Regions from separate parts of the Mus musculus genome. Here region 2 is linked to region 1. A link is a contact called in public HiChIP or PLAC-seq data. All regions are on one chromosome and are shown on one strand. The core of a region is the stretch at or near the end of the contact, and the rest is flanking DNA. Distances in the headings are between cores, read along the strand shown. Region 1 holds the start of Pdzd7 (PDZ domain containing 7). Region 2 holds the start of Gsto1 (glutathione S-transferase omega 1).

Evidence for each region. HiChIP or PLAC-seq counts read pairs in DNA pulled down with a chosen protein or histone mark.
Region 2: a contact with region 1 is called in an H3K27ac HiChIP or PLAC-seq map of thymic regulatory T cells, with 10 times the contacts expected there. The contact joins the promoter of Gsto1 here to the promoter of Pdzd7 in region 1. A contact is called at or near these places in 1 of 115 datasets of contacts at active chromatin or transcription factors (thymic regulatory T cells) and 2 of 9 other capture datasets (adipose tissue and liver).

Annotation. Positions count from the first base shown.
Region 1 is chr19:45,042,510-45,049,092 of GRCm38.p6, forward strand. Pdzd7 (PDZ domain containing 7) reads right to left here and starts at 3,263. Exons shown (of 16, transcript NM_001195265.1): 1 at 2,909-3,263. The coding sequence starts at 3,134. It overlaps Sfxn3 (sideroflexin 3), which reads left to right and starts at 5,067. Exons shown (of 11, transcript NM_053197.4): 1 at 5,067-5,381.
Region 2 is chr19:47,851,605-47,858,187 of GRCm38.p6, forward strand. Gsto1 (glutathione S-transferase omega 1) reads left to right here and starts at 3,369. Exons shown (of 6, transcript NM_010362.3): 1 at 3,369-3,518; 2 at 3,611-3,719; 3 at 6,255-6,477. The coding sequence starts at 3,485. Gm30021 (predicted gene, 30021) reads right to left here and starts at 3,312. Exons shown (of 2, transcript NR_166768.1): 1 at 3,047-3,312; 2 at 1,507-1,877.

The DNA of each region.
Region 1 (6,583 bases), core at 2,013-4,512:
AGGGCTGACTCTTAGCTTCTCTTTCCCCTCTCATCCTAGACATCACTTTCTCAGAGGCGCTTGACCCAGGGCATGGTACCAATAGCAGACACAACATCACTGGAAAACTTGTTAAAAGGAGAATTCTGAAGGGCTCCTGGGCAGCCTTGTAGTCCTGAGGGTGAGGAACTTGGGGCCTTGTGTGTTAGGCAGGCACTCTGCAGTACTGAGCAGAGTTATTGTGAGACAGTATTAGGGCGTAGGCCATGTAGACTTTGAAGAGATCATTGTGAGTGGCACCACCTTGTCTGGCTATAATTTTTATTGTTTTTGGTTTTTTGTTTTAAGTGTAAGAGCTAAGTACAGTAGCTCAGACATAAAATCTTATCACTTCGAAGACTGAAACCTGTGGGTGGAGAAGTCAAGGTCAGCTGTAGTGAAACTTTGTCTCAAAGCAAACAAGTCAGGTGTAGTGCCTTGGCGATTAGTCTCAACACTCTGGAGCTGAGGCAGGGTTGCCACAGGCTTGAGACTGGTTTGGCCTACATAGCAGGTTCTGGACCAGCCAATACTCTTATCTCAAGAGTTTATCTTTGAAAGAAGCAACAACAAATCGATAAAAGTTAAAGAAAAAAAAAAGCAAGCTAAAATAGCCAAACCACACACACTACAGCTTAAATCCTGGATGCCCATAAAATAAGAAAATCCAGATATGATGGTGCACACTTTTGGCCCCAGCATTCCAGAGGCAGAGGCAGGAGGATCGCTGAGCTCAAGGCCAGCCTGGTCCGTATTGTGTGTGCCAGGACAGCCAGGGATAGACAGAGAAACATCTCAAAAAAAAAAAAAAGTATGTCATTTATGTATATGAATGCTCTGTCTGCATGCACACAGAGAGGGGAACTGATTCTATATGGATGGTAGGAAACACCATGAGTGTCCTGGGAATTGAACTCAGGACCTCTGGAAGAGCAAGCAGTACTTTTTCACTGCTGAGCCATCTCTCCAGCTCCCTCCCAATCAATTTTCTAAAAAATTCCATGTGCTTACTTATTTATTTAAGGTGTGTATATATCTGCACATGTGTATGTCATGGGACATGTACAGAGGACAGAGGACAGCTTTTGAGAGTCACTTCTTTCCTACAGTGTGGGGTCTGGGGTCTCAGGTCATCAGGTTTGGCCACAGATGTCCTTACACACTGAACTGTCTCACCAGACCCCCTGTCTGCCTTCTAGTTGTCTTCTTGGGCAATTCTGGCATGAGTCTAGCTTGAAAGTGTTAGGAATACTCTCCTGTCTACTAGTCACCATGAGTTTTCCTGCAGAATTGTTCTATCTTGTGTCTTATTGTTTATTTGTGTATTGTTTACTGTTGCTTGGAAGTCTGCAAGTTTCATCATGGGACTTTTCAGTTCTTTCCCACCAACACATCTTTAGTCCTTGCACAGTGCATAGTATCTGACAGGTAATTTTTGATAAATGAGCAGATGAGTGAATGAGTGAAAAAATGAATGAACAAACTAGGAGAGGAGAAAGAGGTGGCTAGAAAGGGTCACATCAGCCAGGTATTGGTGTCACATGCCTTTAAACCCCAGCTCTTGAAGCAGAAGCGGGAGACTCTCTGAGCTCAAAGCCAGCCTGGTCTACAGATCAAGGTCCAGGACAGCCTACACAGATAAAGCCTGTCTTGAAAAAAACAAAACCAAATTAAAAAAAAAAAGAAGAAGAAGGAAAGGAGGGAGGAAGGAAGAAAGAAGGAAGGGAGGGAGGAAGGAAGGAAGGAATAAAGGAAAGAAGGAAGGAAGGAAGGAAGAAGAAAGAAAGAGAGAAAGGGTTGTCTGTCCTGCTTTCTAGCTCCTCTGGGTGTTTCTGCTTCTTGGTCAATGGCATTGGTGACCTCAACAGTACCTTGATACTTGCCCGAGGGCGGGGCCTATAGTGGTCACTGACAGTGATAGAAGTGAGCAAGCCAACCATATCCCGGGCAGCTGTCTTTGGAGGGGAACAGAGACTTGTAATTGCATTGGAAGAAACACCAGACCTGAAAAGTCCAGTCTTGGATCCAGCCAGGGGAACCGTGCTGGCTCAGAAAGAGGAGAGGGGTTGGAGATACGGATCGGGTCCTGTCCACAGAGAGCCAGTCCCACAGGGCCTCGCTCCTCTCCTGGCATCTGAGGCTCTGTCTTGCTCACAGGCTCTTTGTCGCCTCACATCTGTCACTGTAGTCTAAGCACCTGCCTCACCATGCTTCCCGCTGTTCACTTCTGACTTTTGCGGGGTGGTAGCTGCAACCTCCCCACCAGCTGTTCTTGTTTGTGTCTTGAAGTTTTGACTATGCTTCATATTCCTGTGAGGTGAAAACTGAGCTTCCTCCCTCTAGGTCCCCTGCAAGACCTAACCGGGGTAGAATCAGAATTGGTGGCCATGGTATAGTGCCAGGCAGCTCATTCTCTCTGAACGACCGAGCTATGGGGCTCTCACTCTCTGCCTCTGTCTCTCATTCCTCCTATCCCCACCCCACCCCCACCCCCTCTCTGCCTTTTCATGGACATTTGCTGCGTGTCTTTTGGCCCCTCTCCCACATTCTGAAGCCTGGACACTGACGCTCTACCGTCCCCCCACAGTACTGGTCACACAAAATTGTTTGGTGGGAGATCTCCATTCTGCTTCACTCCCTAAGGTGGGTTAGGAGAAAGACGGAGTTCAAGGAATGGAGGGGGCTGATTCATCACGCTGCCTATGTATCCCAGGGGCTCACGTATAAGGGCTTTCCTTAGACTATGGTTTCACCTCCCACCTCTGATCCTTCTACAGCCCTGCCGCCCTAAAATAGTGGCTACAGGATAGGCAAGGGTAGATGAAAGATGATCCCGTTACCCGTTGTCCTCAGTGCTCCCATCCAAGTCACTCCCGGGCCCCACACCCACCTTCGATGGGGGAGTTGATGAGGATGACCCGGCCCATGGGCGAGGAGGCTCGAATTCCTCGGGAGGGCCCATTCAGCAGGCGCTGCTGCTTCCTCAGCAGGTATCGTGTTGCTGTGGAGCCTGAGTCGCTGCCCAGGTGGCCTCGGGAGGAGACAGAGCTCAGGGAGCCAGAGCTGAGTTCTCCTAGACCCAGTGGGTCAAAGCCTACCGTGAAACCACGTGCCATAGTAGTGAGACTAGGGCAGTGCCCTACAGATCCGGACAGAGTCTGCCTGCCCTCCGAAGGTTGGCTCTTGGTCTTCCAGGCTCCATGAGCTTTCTCAGTAGGGCTGGAGTCTTAGTAAGGCAGATCTCGCTGAGTCGAAAAATAGTGTTTCTTCTGGCCACCCTGTTCTGGAAAGTCCACAAGACAGAGCAGCTGATCCCAGGCCACTTGGAAGAGAGGGATCTTTCTGATGCAATTTCAGTCTGAATGCTTCTTAGGAGTAGGGCTTCCAGATCTGTGTAGGAAGAACAGGGTTTGGGGAGAGGGATGAGTGCTGTCCCATTACCCTGGCTTCTGCACTTCCTCCTGACTTGAACATCCTGTCCCCCTCTCCCATCCTGGGCCCAGAGGAGATCGGCCCAGTTCTGCACCATCTTGGATTTGGGGATTTGTTTCTACAAGGCCATTGGGACACTTTCCTTCCATTCCTCCCTCCATTCCTCCATTGCTATTCTCAATGGAGTCATCCACCCAGTCTCCGGTCCTCATCTGACACTCAGAGAGTAGAGATGGGGGTCACAGCAGGCTCTTGAGTTTTAAAGAGAGAGAGGAGAATGGGTGCCACACAGTTTACTGCAGCATCTTTCCTGTGTGTATATGTATATGGGTAGGGGCTAGCCTCCCGAGCTGGACTTCAGGACCTGGGATAGCTGCGGTCGAGCTTGCCCCCCACCGCCACCCCCAGGTGAATGTCAGGCTCCAGGCTGCAGTTGTGAGTCTAAAGTCGCTGCAAGACTCTATCCCAGGACTGAGTGATCTTCTGGAGAGAGCCCCACAAATCGCTAGTGCAAAACCAGGGGTCACGCCCTCTAGAGCATTTCTGTAAACCAAAAAACAGACTCCCCCATGTAGGACCTCCTGCCTCGCTACCTCTAGGACTTGGCCACCTCACCTGGTCCCGTGTGCCGCCGCTGCCCTTGTCGCCCGCTGGCGGGCGCGATACAGTGAACTAAGGACCCCGCCCACGCTCCGCGCAGCTGCTGGAATAGAGCTACCCTGCGCGGTCCTGGGATCCCATTGGCTGCTGAGACCGCCAGTCATTCTCTTCTAGCACCTTTGGTAGCCTGTCCGGATTGTAGCTTCTCACCTGTCTGATACCTCTGGGCTCTGCCCGCCCCAACTCTGAACCCCAACTGGTCGTTGGAACCCAGGCTCTGGAACTGGCTGGGTTCCACTGGCTACTAGAATCACGTCTTCTCCGGGCCACGCTAGCTTCCTGAAATTGCCATCCCTTCCGTAGTCATCCCTAAGGTCTCTGTGGGAGAATGTCACAAACGAAAGAGCTGAACCTGAGCCTGAGATCAGCAGGAAGGAAAGCTGGAACATGGCTGTGTCGCCGCTGTGCCCTGGGTGCTGATGGATAAGGGATGTGTGTGTGTAATGCCTTCTTCACCTTCGGAGACACCCTGTTCTGGAAAGGCCGCACGATACAGCAGCTGATCCCAGGCCACTAGGAGAAGAATCTTTCTGATGCGCCTGCTTGGATGCAGGCAGAGATCACGGGAAACTTTGGCCGTGCACATCCCTAGGACTGGGGCGTCAGTTTGTGTACGGATAAGTGTTGGGGGTACAAAAAATTGCTGGCACAGTGGAGCTGGGGATTAGGTGGCAAAGGGGACTGGGAACACAAAAGGGGCACAGATACCACAACAATGTGGCTGGAAAGAGATGCGAATGACGAGGATCTGCAAAAGGAGCCTCTAAGACCTGGAGTAGCAGACCAGGGTGCAAGCAAGGAGAGTCCATTGCCAAGGCAGCAATCAAGTAAACAAGCAGTAATCCGAATCCCTCCGGGCGTTGCACCCTCAGAGGCCCGCCCTCCACGCCGCTCACCCGCACCCAGTGCACCTAGACTGGGTGCTGCGGGGGTGGGTGCCTCCAGAGGCAAGCTAAGGGACTGCAAGCGAAGGAGGCAAGTGGGGCGGCTCCTCCCCTTTTCTCCCTGGTTGGGAAGGAGGCCAGAATTGCTTCCCAGGACTGGGTCGGGTTTGGTCTCAACGGCCTGGTCTGGGAGAATCACTCTGGACATCCACTGTCTCGGAACTCTGCCAAGAGGGGGGGTGGGTCAGGCGAACGAGCTCAGGGAGCCCCCGCCCTTCCCTGCTGCTCAGCGTCACGCGTGACGTCTCGGTGATGGCTGGGAGGAAAGCGGAGAGCGGTGAGGAAGGCGGGTCTGAGAGCTTCTAGAGGCTGAAAACCCCGGAAAGCGTGAGTGCCTGCTGCCTTGGGAATCAGCAAAGTGGAGGGGTGAGGGCTTGGGCTCAGAACAGAAGGCTTGCCTTGAGAGAGGTGCTCTCTCTTATGGGAATTCCATATTGCGTGGTCTGTTAGGATCTGTAGGGCACAAGGAGGGGTTGGTTGAGGCTGTGTGTTAGGCATGCTTTCAAATGTCTGCAACTGATAGATATGGCTGAGCGTGTGTGTGTGTGTGTGTGTGTGTGTGTGTGTGTGTGTGTGTAACGGTACTCTGGTTGGTTGACTAGTGTATACAGTGTGACTCTAACCTGTTTGTGTGCTGGGGAGGGCGTGCCTGTCTTTGTGTATAAGTATGTGAAAGTCGGGTGGGGACGGTGTCTACTGTGAGGGAGGAAGTGGGGTTGGAGGGTATTAGTCACTCTGCAGGATTTTTGCCTAACACAGCCAGATGGCTGTTCTTGGCATTCCTTTTTGTGCTGGGCGGAGGGGCATCCATTGAATCTCGCCCTTTCCTGAGGTTTTTCTGAGGCTCAGAGAGAGTTGGGTGGGTGCCTGCGTCAGTTCTATTCAACCCAGGACCAGGGAGAGCCCGGAGTTATTGTGTAGGAGTGGAAGCAAGTGGGTTTGAGGAGGCTATGTGGGTGCTCACATGTTCACAAATGGCTGCCACTCCAGTGCTGTTTGAGATCTGGTACGGATCAGCCCTCAGGTGCCTAATGTCTCCTCCAATCAGGGGCTTGAGTGTGGGCTGCCTTCTGTCATTTTTCCAAACAGCCTTGGAAGTTTTTATCTAAGTCTTGGGGCAGCTGGGGCCTGAAGCTGGAAAGGGCTTGGGTGTGTTATCCATGTTCTGTGCTCCTATAGCAGGAGCTCAAGATAGCTGCCCCAGATTAGCTGCTGCTGGGGAATCACACACACACACACACACACACACACACACACACACACACACACACTCACACACACGTAAATCTGGCATCAGGCCACAGCGTCAGGAAAGCTATATTCTTGGTTCTGGTCTTCCCTCCGGCTCTTAAGTGGCTGTATGTTCCTGGCTAAAACACTACCTAGGGAACAACTCCTCCCCCACCCTTGTTTATGGATCTGGAGTGACCTTGAGCACCTGCAAGCACTGGTCAGTTTCTGGGGCCAAGGCAGAGCCACCAAAGTGTCTCCCAAGTGAAGGAAGTCCTTGGACCTGACCCTTATTCTTG
Region 2 (6,583 bases), core at 2,119-4,618, 2.8 Mb after region 1:
GTGTCACAGCAGGGACGTTGGCTAGAAGCCATCTTTCAGTTGAACTGAAAGTGGACGAAACCCTTGAATCATCCCTTGGACAACATGAACAGGCCCTCCCCCCTCCCCTGTTCCCTTCCTTCGTGTAGGAGGGACACACTCTCCTAAACGCTGGTCATAATGTTTTTGTTTGTTTGTTTTTAATTCTGTCACATGCGTGTGTGCTGCAGTTGCCAATGTCTTTCACTTTGCACATCTGAAAGGTGACATGCAATCATAACATGCCTCCTATTGCTCCTTCCTTTTATGACCAGTTATATTTCTGGATGCATTTGAGTTGGTAGTTTATGAATGCCTATTAACTGTCCATTATATGAATAAGCCCAACTGCTACATCCACTCCAGTAGTGACCCACCTGACAGGCCAAAAAGCCTGGGTGTGGTCCTGAGGCAAAAAGTTCACAGAAACTTAGTCTCCCGGAACCGTGGCATCCTGCATAAGGAATGCTCCAATATCCTTGCTTTAGTTGGTAAATGGATCTGTGTGCTTTCCCTTAATATTGCTTTATTATAAGTTCTTCTAAGGATTGAATTTTTGACATATAGCTAAGTTAGATTCTTCACCAGTCCTAGGCAGTCAGTCCTTGAGCTGACCCTGGGCATGGATAGCTGAGTCACTGCCCTGCACAGGAATTTACCATTAACTAGGAAGAAGGAAGGAACCAGAGTAGATACTCAGAACTATAGATAGCTGAGTTACACCCATACACAGGAATTCACAATGGCCTAGGGGGAAGGTGGATTATACAATAGACTAGAGTAGGAATTATGGCAAGGGCATGAAGCGTTGGCCCCTGTAAGCGGACCTTAGATGGGGCTGCTTTTGATCCCAGTTGTTAACATTGTATTTTATTCCAGCTGGTTCTTGCCAGTCCTTCGTGTTTGCATTCCTCTGTTTTGTGTAAGAATCCGGTAACCTCATTGTACCTTGCCAGTGTGTCACCTAACTTCCCTATTTTCTTCTGTATAAAAAGTTTAATGCTCAATTTGACAAATTACATTCAGATCCAACACACTCTCTCGTGTCAATTCTTGCCGACTCTATGCCCATCTGTCCGAACCCCTGATTCCCACGGATTGAGGGGGGACGGCTAGGCCCGGTTTGTGGCACCCAACTAAGTCATTTTACTCTCCTCTCCATTTAATTTAAGCTCCTTTATTTGTGAACCATTTGTCCCTGCATGGCTTCTTATTGTGAGATATATATATATATATATATATATGTAGATGTAGATGATGTAGATGTAGATGTAGATGTAGATATATATTCACTGACTAGACTCTGGGCCTTTCTAGCTTGTTCATTCAACTATTTAGCTAGCATCTTTCCATGAAAACTCTAATGAAGTCTGTTTTCCCTGCTATGGACAGTTACAGACTTAATGAAATCAAACAGAAAAGTTTATGTAACCAAAGTCTTAGGCCAGAGGCCCAACTCTGACCCAAAGAAAGAAATGAAAGTAATCGTAAACATGTATGAAAAGGTTTTAATCAAAATGGCCATTTAAGTGTTTCATCCTTTAAGCCATGCTGACATGGTTGTAGATTTAAAGAGAGGAAGAATTTGGGGCGAGTGGTGAGAGGCAATCTATTAAACAGTGCTGGCCAGGCTATGGCTTGGTCAAGCTGTGGTTTGGCTCAGTCTGTTTCTACACGATGACCTTGAAGGAGTCTTTATTACTTGTGTGGACAATTTGGTTGCCAAAGGATGGTGGCTGCTGTTTGGGGATAATTTTCTTATGAAATGATCTATCTTCCCAGTTCTTTTACTCCCAGAATTCATGGTGTCTTCAGGTTTATTGGAATGACTGGAGCTTATCTGGAACATTCTCTGATAGCTGGAATGAGATGTTATAAAAGCTAATAGTCAGATATTTTAGCTATTCGTAACATATAGAAATAAAAGTTTTTTATTAAAACACCATCTGCGAGGCAGTTGATAAGACCTTCAACAACCTGAATTTGATCCTGTCAATATAGATTATAAATTGGACAGTATGAAATTACCCATCATTCTTCTGAAAAGTTACAGAAGGTTGCTGCATCGGGTGGACACATCTGGGCAGTGAAGGTGAACATTACGTAGAAGGTTAAAAACTATTTCTTGTCACTAGGGTTTTTAATTTTTTCGTCTTCTTGCAATATAGTCGACTCAGATTAATCTCTTCAGGTTACAGCTACAACAAAATATATAGTCCCGTGGCAGTTTGACTGTGGCCAGTAGAGATATATGCCCAGATGTTTGAGGGCTATGTTCTCAGCTGCTAGGACTTAGGCATGATCCCTACTATAATGGCCACCAGTAACGTAGCACAGTGGTTTTCTGTATATTTTCCTTTCTTTATTTGAAGAATTAATGTTTGCTAGTTCATCCACAGCAAGCCCTGCCTGCTAGGGTGCTGCCATTTCCTGGCCGCAATTGTTAGACGTATGAGTCATTTAAGTCACTTTGGCATTTTGTTCCGTAGTTCTAGTGAGCACAGGGAGAAGCCAGGATCAAAACTGGAGCTGGCTCCAAGGGCATTCTCTGCTTCTCCAATAATAGAGCTGGAAACAAAACCCAGGCATGCTCTTTCATAAATAGCCCCGGAGTTAGTAGCTTTTATCCATGAGCTTTGCGAATCCTGGAGGCAAACTCTCCTCATGCCTGAATAAGAAGACAGCAGTTTTCGCAAGCCCTCTGGCCAGATTTTTTTTTTTTTCTTATGGACTCAAAAGGCTAAATTTTCTCAGCCCACTGTGCTTAAACCAGCGTGTGCTCTTTCTAGGCTTCCAGACAAATGTTTTATGGATGGAATTTTGAAAGCACAACTGCGTCCGGAGGCTAATAACATCCAGATGTGTGCTCTTTTCTATATGCCGAAATGTGCCTCTGTAGGTGACTATAGGGATGGCAGCTTATAGTAAGCTAGTACTGACAGAAGAAAAGACCGTCCAGGTGGCTAGACCACCTCCTAGACCCCTCTGGAATGTTGGAAATTTGGGGGCAGAGCTAGAGCTCACATACCAGTGGAGTGGGTGTGGGAGGTATGGAGGTCAGGGCCAGAGTCCTGTGTGAAGGCAGACAGGAAACCTTCGGCCTGGAGGGATGGGGTGGCTCTTTCTGAGCATCTCTGCTTTGGCCGGCTCCAGGTGGTCATCACATGACACAAGAAACCACAAGACCCCTTGTGTGGAGGCGGGGTGTGTGTCTCTGTGGTTTTGTTCCTCCTTGCACTACCTCCGCAGCGAACCTGGGAGCCCACCGGTTAACGTCACACAGCATCAGGATCCAGGATCGCAGCGGCCGATGCTTTCCCTTTAAAGGCGGGGGCGGCTCCCGGCCAGGAGGCGCGGTCTGGGCGGGGCTGAGTTCTAGGACAGTGTACAAGACCTCGTGCTTCCAGAGTCGCCCGCAAACGGGAGCGGAACCCGCGTGGCTCTCGGCCTGCACGGCGGCTCAGCGATGTCGGGAGAATCCTCCAGGAGCCTGGGGAAGGGTGAGGCTACTGGTGTCGGGGACGCACCGTGTACCGGGGATGCCCGGGATCCCTGTGCGATCCGGGCCGTGACTGTCTCCTCTCTCCTGCAGGAAGCGCGCCCCCCGGCCCGGTCCCGGAGGGCCAGATCCGCGTCTACAGCATGAGGTTCTGCCCCTTCGCTCAGAGGACGCTGATGGTCCTGAAGGCCAAGGGAATCCGGTGAGGACGAGGGCGATGGCTCCGGAGCCGCTGGCGGCTGGGCTTCAACCCCTCGCGGCGTTGGCTTTGTGGTCAGGGGGAAATATTCTCAGCCTTTTGTAGGAGACTTTAGTTGCTCACCCTCTTTTCAAGGGGAGAATTGTCATGGACTCCAGGGCTCTAGGGCAGCCTGTTTAAGCAGTCTGGGGCTCAAAAAAAGCGTGTTTCCCCTCCCCACCCCCCCACGGTGAGGTTGGTGGTTTACACTAGATTGCGGAACCCTGGGGTGGCTGTCTCAGCTCGGGTCCTGGGATTCTTGGTGAACTAGAGGCTTGCTTCGCTGTTGCACAAAGGTCACCCGCCTAGCAGAGTTCTGAGCCGTGTGCACAGTCATTTAGGTTGTAAACACAAGGAAGTGTCAGAGTCAAGCCTTTGCAAAGCCTCCATATCCAAACAGTCTTTGACCTACGGGTTATCTACAGTTGGTGAGTCTCTTGGCTTTTCCCGATACCATGTTCGTTGGACCATTTCCCTTCCAATGTCTTGGGGGATCTTTTGAACAATTATTAGACACCTTCTGTTTGGAAGCTCACCCTTAAGAAAAAGTTCATGTATGCAGTTACAATTCGTAAACGACTTTTAGTCCATGGGGAGAATTGGCTAGGCAGGCAGTTCTTTTCCCTAAATGTTAAAATATGTAACCTAAGGAAGTATTTGAAAATTAATTGTCACTTTGTAACGATTTTAATTTCATTTGGATAGGAGATTTGGTTTTGAACACAAGAACGTATTTTTTTTTCTTAAAAAGCAATTTTTCTATATTAGTTGGAACTTTCACTCTAACAAAGAAACTCAAACTGAATTGAAAAAAATAAAAGATATTTATTGTTCTAATACAACGAGAGAGTCCAAGAACAGGGCACAATGCCTTGTGTGATGTGTTTCCTACTGAAACTCAGTGTGGAAAAGAATTATATTTCGCACCAGGATTTCCCAAGCAACATTGAAATTACTTTACCATAACAGGGGTGGGGGCCCTTACGGGGAGAGGGGTTCCTTCAGATAGTGTCTATTACTACTCGTTATTCACAGACCGATTTTAAACCAGGAAACTTTGCCTGGGGCAGTAGCGCCTTACACAGGGCATGTGTGTTGCACACTCTGTGTAAGGAGCATCCTCCAGCCTGTGGGCTCAGCTGTGCTGAGTGTTGGCTCAAAATGCCACGCTTCCAGCATTCACTTGTCTTCTTGATCTCCAGAGCCCAGGAATTGCCTTCCATTTTCAAAATATAATTCTCAGAGATGGACACTATTCTATGGCAAGGGCTTTTGTCTTTCCCATGACAGGTGGTTTGTATGTTCATTATTCTGTAAACCTTTTAACATGCTTGCATACACACACACACACACACACACACACACACACACCAGTGTTCACACTGGCTATTTGTTCTTGTGAGGGATTATGCATTGAAATCCATAAGCTAAATCTGATTTGTTGTGGGTGAAGACCCGGGAAGTCAGACGTGTTGGGATGGCTTACTTTTGAGTGGTCTCTCCTAGTGGACACTGTGCCTGATTTGAGTTCTTCGGACATCGCTTTAAGGATTAGAATGCTTTCCTGTCTCCTACAGTCTCTGCAGGATACAAGGCATACGCAGTTACAATCTGCATTTAGCCGGACTCCAATGGATTCTTTCTTTTTTTAATTTACTTTGTATACTTTTTAAAAATTATTTTTATGTTCATGTGTGTGCACCTGTGCATGAGTTTATGTGCTTGCGGGATGCCACAGAGCAAAAGAGGGCATTGGGTCCCCAGAAACTGGAGTTATGACCTCTGACGTGGGTCCTGGGAACTGAACCCAATCCTCTGCAAGAGCAAGTGCCCTTAGACTGTCTGTCCAGTCTCATACTTTTTATGATTTAGAAACCTTTTTAAAGAAAACATACCAAAACATGTGGATTCAACATGGTTCATTTTATGAGATTTTTTTAGGATTAAAAAATATCCTTGTAAACAAGGATTTCAAAATTCATATTAGCAAAATGTATTCAGTTGAGTCAGTTCAACTCCTTTCGAACTGAATCAAAATGAAATGAGGCTTTGTCAGGCTGATTCCAATATATTGAGTGGACATGGCGCACAACCCAGTTGGTTGCCTCCTGTCAGGATGCAGAAGACACCAGCTCTCCCATGTTTAGTTCGACACTGTTCACCATGGTGCGCTGCCAATGGCCGTTGACAAATGAGCAGAAATGAAAATGCTCAATACATGGTATTCCACTGTTCAAGAGAAGGAAAGTCTAAAGTGTGTGACAAAGGTGGATCATGGAGATGCTAAGGAAAGCAAGTCAGATAAACAGAAAAGTGAACATTGGCTGCTCGCCTGCAGGAGGGCATCTGACCCAGGGTCTTAACCTTCGGGTGCAGTGTGGTCAGAACTCTCCTCCTCCATCCAAGGCTCCTCCACTAAGTGGATTGGTGGAATCGGGCCACACTAATTCAGGGAGACAGAAACTGCCTCGCTCTCTTCAGTCGCCTTGTATCTTTCAGGCACGAAGTCATCAATATCAACCTGAAGAATAAGCCCGAGTGGTTCTTTGAGAAGAATCCCCTTGGGCTGGTGCCGGTTCTGGAGAACAGCCAGGGTCACTTGGTCACCGAATCTGTCATCACTTGTGAGTACCTGGATGAGGCCTACCCAGAGAAGAAGTTATTTCCAGATGACCCGTACAAGAAGGCACGTCAGAAGATGACCCTTGAGTCATTCTCTAAGGTATGTTTGAAAAAAACCCAAACCCAAACCAAAACCCTCCTTTTGTTCTAGGCTGACTCAGCGCTGCCTTTGTGATGGTTCTGGCACTGGGAACCTTAACTACATT